2 separate regions of the Podarcis muralis genome follow, and region 2 is linked to region 1. Evidence: chromatin contacts called from public Hi-C data. All regions are on one chromosome and are shown on one strand. Each heading gives the region's core, a stretch centred on a gene start, on an enhancer-like site or on the middle of the called end of the contact. The rest is flanking DNA. Distances are from core to core; before and after follow the strand shown. Region 1 holds the start of ZNF598 (zinc finger protein 598, E3 ubiquitin ligase). Region 2 holds the start of MSRB1 (methionine sulfoxide reductase B1).

The links. A called contact is a pair of places that touch in the nucleus more often than the background predicts.
Region 2: a contact with region 1 is called in a Hi-C map of blood, with 4 times the contacts expected there. The contact joins the promoter of MSRB1 here to the promoter of ZNF598 in region 1. A contact is called at or near these places in 2 of 3 Hi-C or Micro-C datasets (blood and tail).

What each region holds. Positions count from the first base shown.
Region 1 is chr14:32,602,804-32,607,376 of rPodMur119.hap1.1, forward strand. ZNF598 (zinc finger protein 598, E3 ubiquitin ligase) reads left to right here and starts at 3,318. Exons shown (of 12, transcript XM_028705493.2): 1 at 3,318-3,506. The coding sequence starts at 3,318. It overlaps LOC144325536 (a long non-coding RNA gene), which reads right to left and starts at 3,177. Exons shown (of 4, transcript XR_013390720.1): 1 at 2,800-3,177; 2 at 2,557-2,669; 3 at 896-989.
Region 2 is chr14:32,788,423-32,793,133 of rPodMur119.hap1.1, forward strand. MSRB1 (methionine sulfoxide reductase B1) reads left to right here and starts at 2,200. Exons shown (of 4, transcript XM_028707281.2): 1 at 2,200-2,420. The coding sequence starts at 2,366. LOC114584268 (testis-expressed protein 2-like) reads right to left here and starts at 701. Exons shown (of 14, transcript XM_028705960.2): 1 at 1-701.

The DNA.
Region 1 (4,573 bases), core at 2,068-4,567:
CAGTTGGGGTCTTATTGCTGTGAGACCCTCCATCTTATGCTCAGGTTGTCTATATATGTAAGTAAAGCCATATATCCTAAAGACTCCGCAATCTCTGCTGACCTTCATTCCAAGGAAACCGAACCTCCTAGAATTTCTGGAGTCTCACTGCCCAGAGACTGAGCTGGTGTGTAACATCATAATCATCACCATTATTATTAATTACCCATCCTTCGCCCTAAGGACCCAGTTTACAACAATTAAAACGCAGTATTAAAATCAGTTTAAAGCAACCTACAATCATAGAATATAAAAAATATATACATCTAAAAATATACATCTCTTTCAGATATTTGGGTATTTTAAGCCTTCAAACACTAATATGAACATCGTGAATTAGGCCTGAAAATGAACTGGCAACCAAGAGGTAGCTATTTGAGGAGCAGATGTAGAGGGTTTTCACACAGAACTCGTAACAGTGCACATGAGCCTGAATTTTAAAATTTCCTCCTCCCTCACAATCCATTTTCTTTTTGTGCTGTGTCTTTTTAGGTTGTAAGCCTACAGGCAGAGAGTGACTTTTTTTAAAGCCGCTCTGCAAGCCTTTTATAGCTTAAGAGCAGGATAAAAAAATATATTTAAATAATAAGCACATTCTCATAAGTCTACTGGGCAGAGTAAGCTGAAAGGTGGAGATGTCTCCACAGCTGAGAAAGGATTTGAATCTAGAACTCTTTGGCTTATACCCAGCACTTTGGACAGCACCCTTTAGGACTAAAATAATAGAATTCATTTTTTAAAAATACTGCTTAATGTAATAACAAACCATAAAAAGGCAACAGTCAGTAAAATTTCCTAAGGTACCAGGTTCAGTTCTCTGGGAGAATTTCCAGATAGTGCTGTGAATGTTGCCTACCTGAAACCCTGCAGAACTGCTGCCAGTCCGTGCAAACAATGCTGGTCTAGATAGACCAATGATCTTGCTTAGCAAAAGGCAGCTTTCTCTGTTCCTATTATTAAAATGAGACAAAAAATGAAATGCAAACAAATTTATAGTGATAATGCTGCTTATTATGCCACACTAGCTGAAATGATTGAAATGCCCTAAAGCAGAATTTGTACAGGAAAAATGAGGACACAATCTCATACGTGTACATTTCATGTCAGTGTCACACCCCAAAGGATGATGCAACTTTATACCAGGCCTGAGGCTAATGTGGAATAAAAATAAACTTTGGGCTAGCACAAATGTCCTCTACAAAATGGCAGTTCAAACCCAGGGCTAGTAATGTATAACCATCCATTCTTTCAACTTGCTTGAACTCTACAACTGATTTATTCATATTCTTATTTAGAAAAATAATATTTTTGTCTTTACTCCCAGACAATATCCCATTTAATCCTCAGAACAACTCTGTGAGAAATAGGCTAGGCAGTGAAGTAGTGACTGTTTCAAGGCCACCCAGTGAGTTTCATGGACAAGCATGGATTTGAACCCAAGTCCCACTGCAACATTCTAACCACTGCAATACATTGGTAAACCTTGATAACTGTGAAGTTATATGTTTTTCCACAAGCCATTTTTGATCAATTTAACTGCCATGACCTTTCCCCAAAGACTCTTGGGAAATGTAGCTTTGAGTGTGTGTGCCCTGTAGATTTCTCTGTTAAATAGCCATACCTTCCTCTCATCAAACTACAGTTCCCACAGTTCCTTGGGAGGAGAAAATGGCCGCAAAACGAATCGTAGTCTGTGGAGCAAATACAGTTGAGTGCCTGACGGGGGCGTTTTACAATATTTTGATATAGCAGCCGGCCTGAATATGCAGCTCTATGGGTGGGGACGCTCTAGACTAGAAAGAAAGAGAAAGAAGTTCGCCATGCTAGAGCGTCATTTTAGGAGGACATGGTCATGAAGTATAGAGATAAGAAACAGGGACTAATCCATCGATTGAGAACTTCCTGGTTTGCACTGAAAGACATTTCAAAATTTCCAATGGAAGGTTGTCCAATGTTTAATTCAATGTTAAAATTATGATTCTAGTGTTCCCGTGTTTACTCTCAAAAAAAAAGATAGCGGCCAAGATGGGTGTAGGCCTTAATTTTTAAAACGAGCTGCTAACCAGTTCAAATGCAAATACCAATATTGTGCGTTATCCCCATTTTGCTGCTTGGGGGGAACCCCGCAGTGCAGGCTTGGGACCACATTTTATTCTTGCAATTTTTTATTCCCCCTCCCCTCGGGGTCTTTCTTGTTTTCTGTTTTTAAATTTGTTCCACTACTGAATCTGGTTTGGGTTTCCAGCCCAGGTCCGTCTCCCGCCTCCGCAGCAAAACTCCCAGCTTGCAGCAAAGGGCAGTCTAATAACATTTCCCGCTGGAGCCCTAGCTGAAAACCAGTGAGCTCAGGGAGGTAACTATGCAAGCTCCTTCCATCAGCTGGAAGGAGAGAAGAGAAGGGATGCAGGGTGGTCCCATAGAGGCAGCTGAAAGGCCAGCAATTTGGGGACCCCGCCTCTCCTTGAACTGTTCCACCCCAGCTACTCATTAGAATAAATTGCAACTAAGGACTTGTACCTGAGATTTATGTTTCTCCTCCTTCCTCCCAATCAGTTTTTCTTTTGTGCCGCGTCTTTTTAAGAGCATATACCTGAGAGCAGGGACTCTGGCAGCTTCTTTTGACCAAAGACCTGACAAAAATAAATATTTATGTAAATAAGCGCAGAACGAGCCTTTTGTGCATGTGTTTTCAAGGCCCGAATTAGAAAATTTCCAGAAGGAATTAGAAAGAAGAGCATCCGCTCCAGTCTTATTAGTTACCATAGCTGTCAACTTTTCCCTTTTCTTGCGAGGAATCCTATTCGGAATAAGGGAATTTCCTTTTTAAAAAGGGAAACGTTGGCAGCTATGTTAGTTACTGGTGGTGGGAGGACGAAACACAAGCCGCTGTCCAGTTGCACCTGTGCTGAAACGTTTTATCCATTGGTTCCTATGGGAAGCTCGCAGTTCCGGCCCCCTCCCCCCGGGAAAAAGGGAAGCGGGGAAGATAAACTTAGAAACCTGGGAGTTGCTCCCTGTGTGTCAGTCTACACATTAAGTCTATGCGACCCAGGCGGCGGCGGCGGCGTTTTTCGTCCAAAGATCTCGGCGGTGACGTGAAAGCGTGCGTGCGCGCTCGTTCGCTCGCTGATAGGCGGCACTGCAGCCGACGCTCTAGGCCGACGTCTCTGTGCGGGCGAGGGGGGCGGTTGCTAGGCTGCGCTCCGGGCCTAGTAGGCCGCAGGGGCGGCGTGGCCGGCCAGGCAGGCAGGCAGCCGAAAGGACGGCGAGGGAACGCCATGGCGGCTTCGCCTCGGCCGGAGCCGCGCGGCTCGGAGACACCCAGCAGCTGCGTGCTGTGTTGCGGAGAGCTGGAGGTGGTGGCGCTGGGCCGGTGCGAGCACCCCATCTGCTACCGCTGCTCCGTGCGGATGCGGGCGCTCTGCGGGGTGCGCTACTGCGCCGTCTGCCGGGAGGAGCTCGCCCAGGTGAGCGCGGCCGGGGAGCCGGTACCGGGAGGGAGGGAGGCAGGGATGCAAGCTCCCTGTTCTTCGGAGGGCCGCGGCCGGCTCTGGCTTTCAGTTTTACTTCTTGTATCTGTTACCTGCCTTGCCCCGACCCCCGCCCAAGGGGCCCAAGGCAGGTTACATAAAAGACAAATAATACTATATATCCATACAGGCCACTACGGATGGCAAGTGCTTCTGAGATACCTCTAAAAGGGGAAAATATTCTAGGCATTCGTTGCTTCAGTTTTGTACTATTGAGTGTATTATAAGTGTAGAATACACACTCTCTCTCTCTCTCTCTCACACACACACACACACACACACACACACACACAGGATCGCGTCCAGCATTAGTCATACCCAGAGTAGACTCATTTAAATTAATGGACATAAGTAACTGATTCATTGGTTTCACTGGGTCTGCCCAGTGTAGAACTTAGTTTGGTACATCCCAGGATCTGACATTACGGGTGGGGGTGAAATCCGTCCATCATTATTGCGAACAGACCCCACAAAATCAATGGGCAGTATTAGTAATTAGGCCTACCAATTTTATTGGGCCTGGTCTGAGTGTGGCTAATGTTGTTTATCACCAAAGTGAAAAAATGAGCAGTGGACTTTTGTTAGTGTTACCTGCTTTATTTGAAAAAGTATTATTATTATTATTATTATTATTATCAGTTGCTGGGGATCAACAGTGGGAGAAGGCTCTTTGGTCTGATCCAGCAGGCCTCTTATGTTCTTAGCTGTTAACCATAATAGGTTGATGAAACCTCCAAGCTCAGAGACAGTCAACCTCTGAGTATCAGTGTCTTAGATGATGAACAGCAGGCTGTTTATGTGAGGGATCTGTTCTGTGGGACTTGCTGATCCATTTATGCTCCAAAGGGTTGCCACCTCTTAACCTACCAAAGAGTATTTGTTGAGCCAAGCCCCTTCTGTGTATGGGATGAGTTTGAAGTGCATGGACAGCTGCTGAAATCTGTAACTTGGTGGCCAGTCACTTACACATCTCTTCTGTTTAAATGTTCATACTATCTTGTGCA
Region 2 (4,711 bases), core at 950-3,449, 180 kb after region 1:
CCTGCTGCCCCTTGGGACCGGAACGTGGGTCACGGATGGTGATCCTTTTCACGCGGCCCCGCAGCTGCTAGTACAGGATTATCCATCTACCAGTCTGGACAGGAGCATCGCAGCTTGCGCGGCTGCCTGCTTGCATCACCACCTGATCTGATCCAGATTTAAGCTGAAGTGCAGCGGCTGAGGCCACCGCTACAGCCATCCTGGCCATGGCAGAAGCAGGGCTCTGAGGAGGGGGAGGGGAAGGGGGGGGGGAGAGCTGCAGGTTTGGCCCAGAGAGCAGAGTGCCAGGGATGGAGGAATGCGGGGAGCACAGCATCCTTAGCTCATTCTGGTGCTGATGCTGCTGCAGCCTCCCGCTGTGCGGTCCAATCACAGGGGGGGCAGGGGAGGGAAGGGATGCTTTTGAGAAACACGCCATGCCCAGCCAGTCTCGAGGAAGGGTGAAAAATCTGCTTGACGGATGGGGGATACATAGCCGCCACCGTGCTGCCGCCGCCGTTTGCAATCTCTAGGACAGCAAAGGAGAGCACAGTGAGATGAAGGAATGCAATTTCACGGGGGTTGGGGGATAACATGAACAAAAACCTTGTTGTGATTTCTAGTAGCATCCTACAGATCCATATGCCACTGGATCAAAGAGGCTAAAAATAGAATCCTTCTCTGCTGCCCCCCTTCTCAAAAGCTCCCCCTCCACTGAATGCTGGAGCTCCATCCCCCCACCCCGTCCTCCCACAGCCTATGATTGCACACAGAGGTACCGTATAGCAGAGCTGGCCAATCACAACGTGGGGGTGTGGCTTCTTTCCCTTTCCCCTCCTCTTGCAATGAGGTGGGGGTCAGTTCAGGACAAGCCATGAGCATTCTCCTCTTGGCAATTCTGTCCTTGGGAAAACGAGAAACTGTGGAAATAGGGACCCCTTGCAAAGTTTTCAGTTGCTGCTGCTGCTGCTGTTCTAGGGTGCAAAAACTAGAGCAGTTTTACTTACCTTTTCTTCTTTACTTTACATAAGAAGAACCTGCTGGATCAAGCCAGTGGCATCCTGTTCTCACAGTGGCCAACCAGATGCCCCAAAAGAGAAACCTGCAAGTGGGACCTAAGGACAAGAAAAACCCTCCCCTCCTGTGGTTTCCAGCAACTGGTATTCAGAAGCACTGCTGTCTCTAACACTGGAGGCAGAGCATAGTCATCATAGGTAGTCACCATCTATAACCTCCTACAGTATTTTAAAACCATTCAAGTTGGAGACCTTCACTTTCTTCTGCAGGAGCAAGTTCCATAGTTTCTCACACTATGTAGCCAAACACAAACCTTGTGATAAGCAGGAGATAACTGGGGAGAGTCCTGGGGGCCAGATGGAGAGTCCCTGGGGGCCTTAAGCTTCTCACCTTGCTTTAGGGAGAGGGTAAGGCCCTGTGGGTTAAACCACAGAGCCTATGGCTTGCCAATCAGAAGGTCGGCAGTTTGAATCCCCGCAACGGGGTGAGCTCCCGTTGCTCGGTCCCTGTTGCTGCCAACCTAGCAGTTCGAAAGTGCAAGTAGATAAATAGGTACCGCTCCGGCAGGAAGGTAAACAGCGTTTCTGTGGGCTGCTCTGGTTCGCCAGAAGCGGCTTAGTCATGCTGGCCACATGACCTGGAAGCTGTACGCTGGCTCCCTCGGCCAATAAAGTGAGATGAGCGCCGCAACCCCAGAGTTGTCCGCGACTGGACCTAATGGTCAAAGGTCCCTTTACCTTTATGGGTCATTCAGTGCTCCACCTCCAAAATGTCTGTGGCTGCCCCTTACAAAAAGAGAGAGAGAGAGAGAGAGAGAGAGATCAGTGTGGGCCAGCAGGGCTTTGAAAGTGGTGGCCCCACCACAGATCACATCCTTCCTTCAAAATGTGGCATTGCCAGCCCTGTTTCATTGTGTGTGTGTGTGTGTGTGTGTGTGTGTGTGTTTGAGGGGTTCTTACTCCTTCTGGTGACTGGGGCCCTGGACGCCACCCCCCACAAAAGGACACAACTGCCCCCTGCATCTGGTCGACCACTAGAGAGAACGGAAACCGGAACTAAAGAGGCCCGTTTTGACTTGCTCCAGGAAGGCAGTTAATCTGTGCCTGATCCTACGCCAGCTCTTCCGGGATTCCTCTGAGCGCCCCCCCCCCCCCCGTTTGCCTCTTCGCGCGTGGGCTAACGTTGCGCGCTCGGCTTCCGCGGGCGGCGGAGTGTTGCCCGGCAGCGCCCCCTGGCGCCGCTCCCGCTGGAACTGCAGGCGACGGACGGAGCACACAGAGCCAGGAGGAGGAGGGACGGAGGGCGGCCGCTTATATAACCGGGAACCGGCCGGAGCGGCGTCAGGGGCCGGGAGAGAGCGATCGCTGCCATGTCCTTCTGCGTCTTTAGAGGAGGCGAGATCTATCAGGACCACTTCGAACCCGGTAAGGGGAAATCATCCCACGGGGAAGGAACGAATCCACCCTGCGCGGGGCTGGACCTAGCCCGCAGAATCTCTACCCCACTCACTACCCGCGGCAGGCGCCGGCAAGCGGGGAACTGATTTCCCCTCCACGTCCCCGGGATCGGTGGGTGGATGGATCGGGAGGATCCACGATGTGGGCCACCCGGCGCGGGGATTGCAATCTCGGGGGTAGCGGCGCAGTCAATAAAACTCTGGCCATGGTGGTCTTCTTACATCAGTCTTCGCCAACCTTGCGCCTTCCAGATACGGTTGGACTACAACTCCCATCAGCCCCCGGAGGGCACCAGGTTGGAGACGCCTGTCTCAAAGGGACACCCTCATCCTTCAGTTGTGTTTTTGTTTGGTCACATATTCATAGAACATCTGGGTGGGACAACTAACTTGGAGAAAGCTGGTTGCCCCCATGATTTATAGGGGGTTATGCACCCCCCTCTCTATAGAGGGTAGATTGGTGGGGGCACAGACTCAGCTGGCCCCCAATACTGTACAAAGAAAAATGCTTGTATGAGCACAAACTGAGAAGAATCTTAAGCGCCCTGCCTATTTATGGAGGTTTACGGTATACTCCCAGAAAGTAGATAGAAGGCACAGCATCAGAGTGAGAAAAGGGACTGTTTTTGTTGTTAAAATTTATATACAGTACCACCCTTCATCCAAAGATATCAGGGTGGTTTAGAAAATAAACAGTACTTGGTACCTGTTGGGGTTATGATGGGGCTAATCAATTAATTCTATTGTCTTAAAATTATTTATAAGATTTCTTATTAACCTTTCACAATAAGGTCCCAGGGTGGTTTAAAATACACAGTTATAAAAACAGATGATAATATTATGAGGATAAAATGAAATGAGTGACAGTGTGGTTATAGTGTCCGGCTAAGATCTGGGAGACCAGGGTTCGAATCCCCACTCTCCCATGAAGCTCACTCCCTATGTGTGATCTTGGCCAGTCACGGCTTCTCAGCCTAACCTACCTCACAGGGTTATTGTGAGGATTAAATGAGGACGGGGAGAACCATATACATCACTTTGGAGCTCCCTGGAGAAAAAGGTGGGATATAAATGCAAATAAATGAATGAATGAAAATTAAACAAATAAAACCGTTCCAAATGGAACGGTAGTGTGTAAATTGTGCAAAAGGGGTGAGTTCCTCAAAACAGAAGCCCTTAACTGTCAAAGGCTGAGGCAAAAAGAGGTGTATGTTCTGCGTATGGTGAAAGTCATACAATGAAGGTTCTTAGATATACCTCTGTAGGGAGAGAGTCCCGCAAATTGGGGGCTGCTACCACAGAGAAAATTGTCTCTGGGACCGCCATTGCAGCAAACACTTTTACCATTTTTCAAGGTCACATTTTGCTTCCCCATTCACTTCAAGAATAAAACTGGCACAGTGATGAAACTTATTGCTGTGGTTTCAAAAGCATCCTGTGGAAGGGATTAATTTCTCCTCCATTACCCAATGCAATCGTGTCAGGTGGATCACACAAGCCAGCTGACAGAAGTTTACTGGCCCATGAAAATAATAATTAGCTGTCTCACAATTTAGGGACCCTTCCGGACTGGTGTTTTATGGTCGGTGTTTTGTGTGACGTGTAATAGACACGATAATCTTGCATTAGTGGTAGGTTTATTCTGCTCGATTGGCTGTTCTGCAAGGCTTCCCTTTTGCGGTTGCATTATTGTCATCTGTTGGCACTACAGTGCAGCAAAAATAGGAAACTTATAGGAAATGTTCAGAAAGGGCAATCAAAATGATCAAGGGGACAGAGCGACTCTCTAATGAGGAAACATTGCAGCATTTTGGACTTTTTAGTTTGGAGAAAAAGTGAGTAAGAGGAGCATGATAGGGAGTTTATAAAATTATGCAAGGCATAGAGAAAGTGAAAGTCTAGAACTTGTGGAAATAATAATAATAATAATAATAATAATAATTATTATTATTATTATTATTATTTATACCCCGCCCATCTGACTGGGCTTCCCCAGCCACTCTGGGCGGTTTCCAACAAAATAATTATATACAGTAATGCATCAAACATTAGAAGCTTCCCTAAACAGGGCTGCCTTCAGATGTTTTCTAAAAGTTTGGTGGTTGTTGTTCTCTTTGACATCTGGTGGGAGGATGTTCCACAGTGCAGGTGCCACTACCGAGAAGGCCCTCTGCCTGAATCCCTGTAACTTGGCTTCTCACAGTGAGGGAACCGCCAGAAGGCCCTCGGCGCTGGACCTCAGTGTCCGGGCAGAACGAG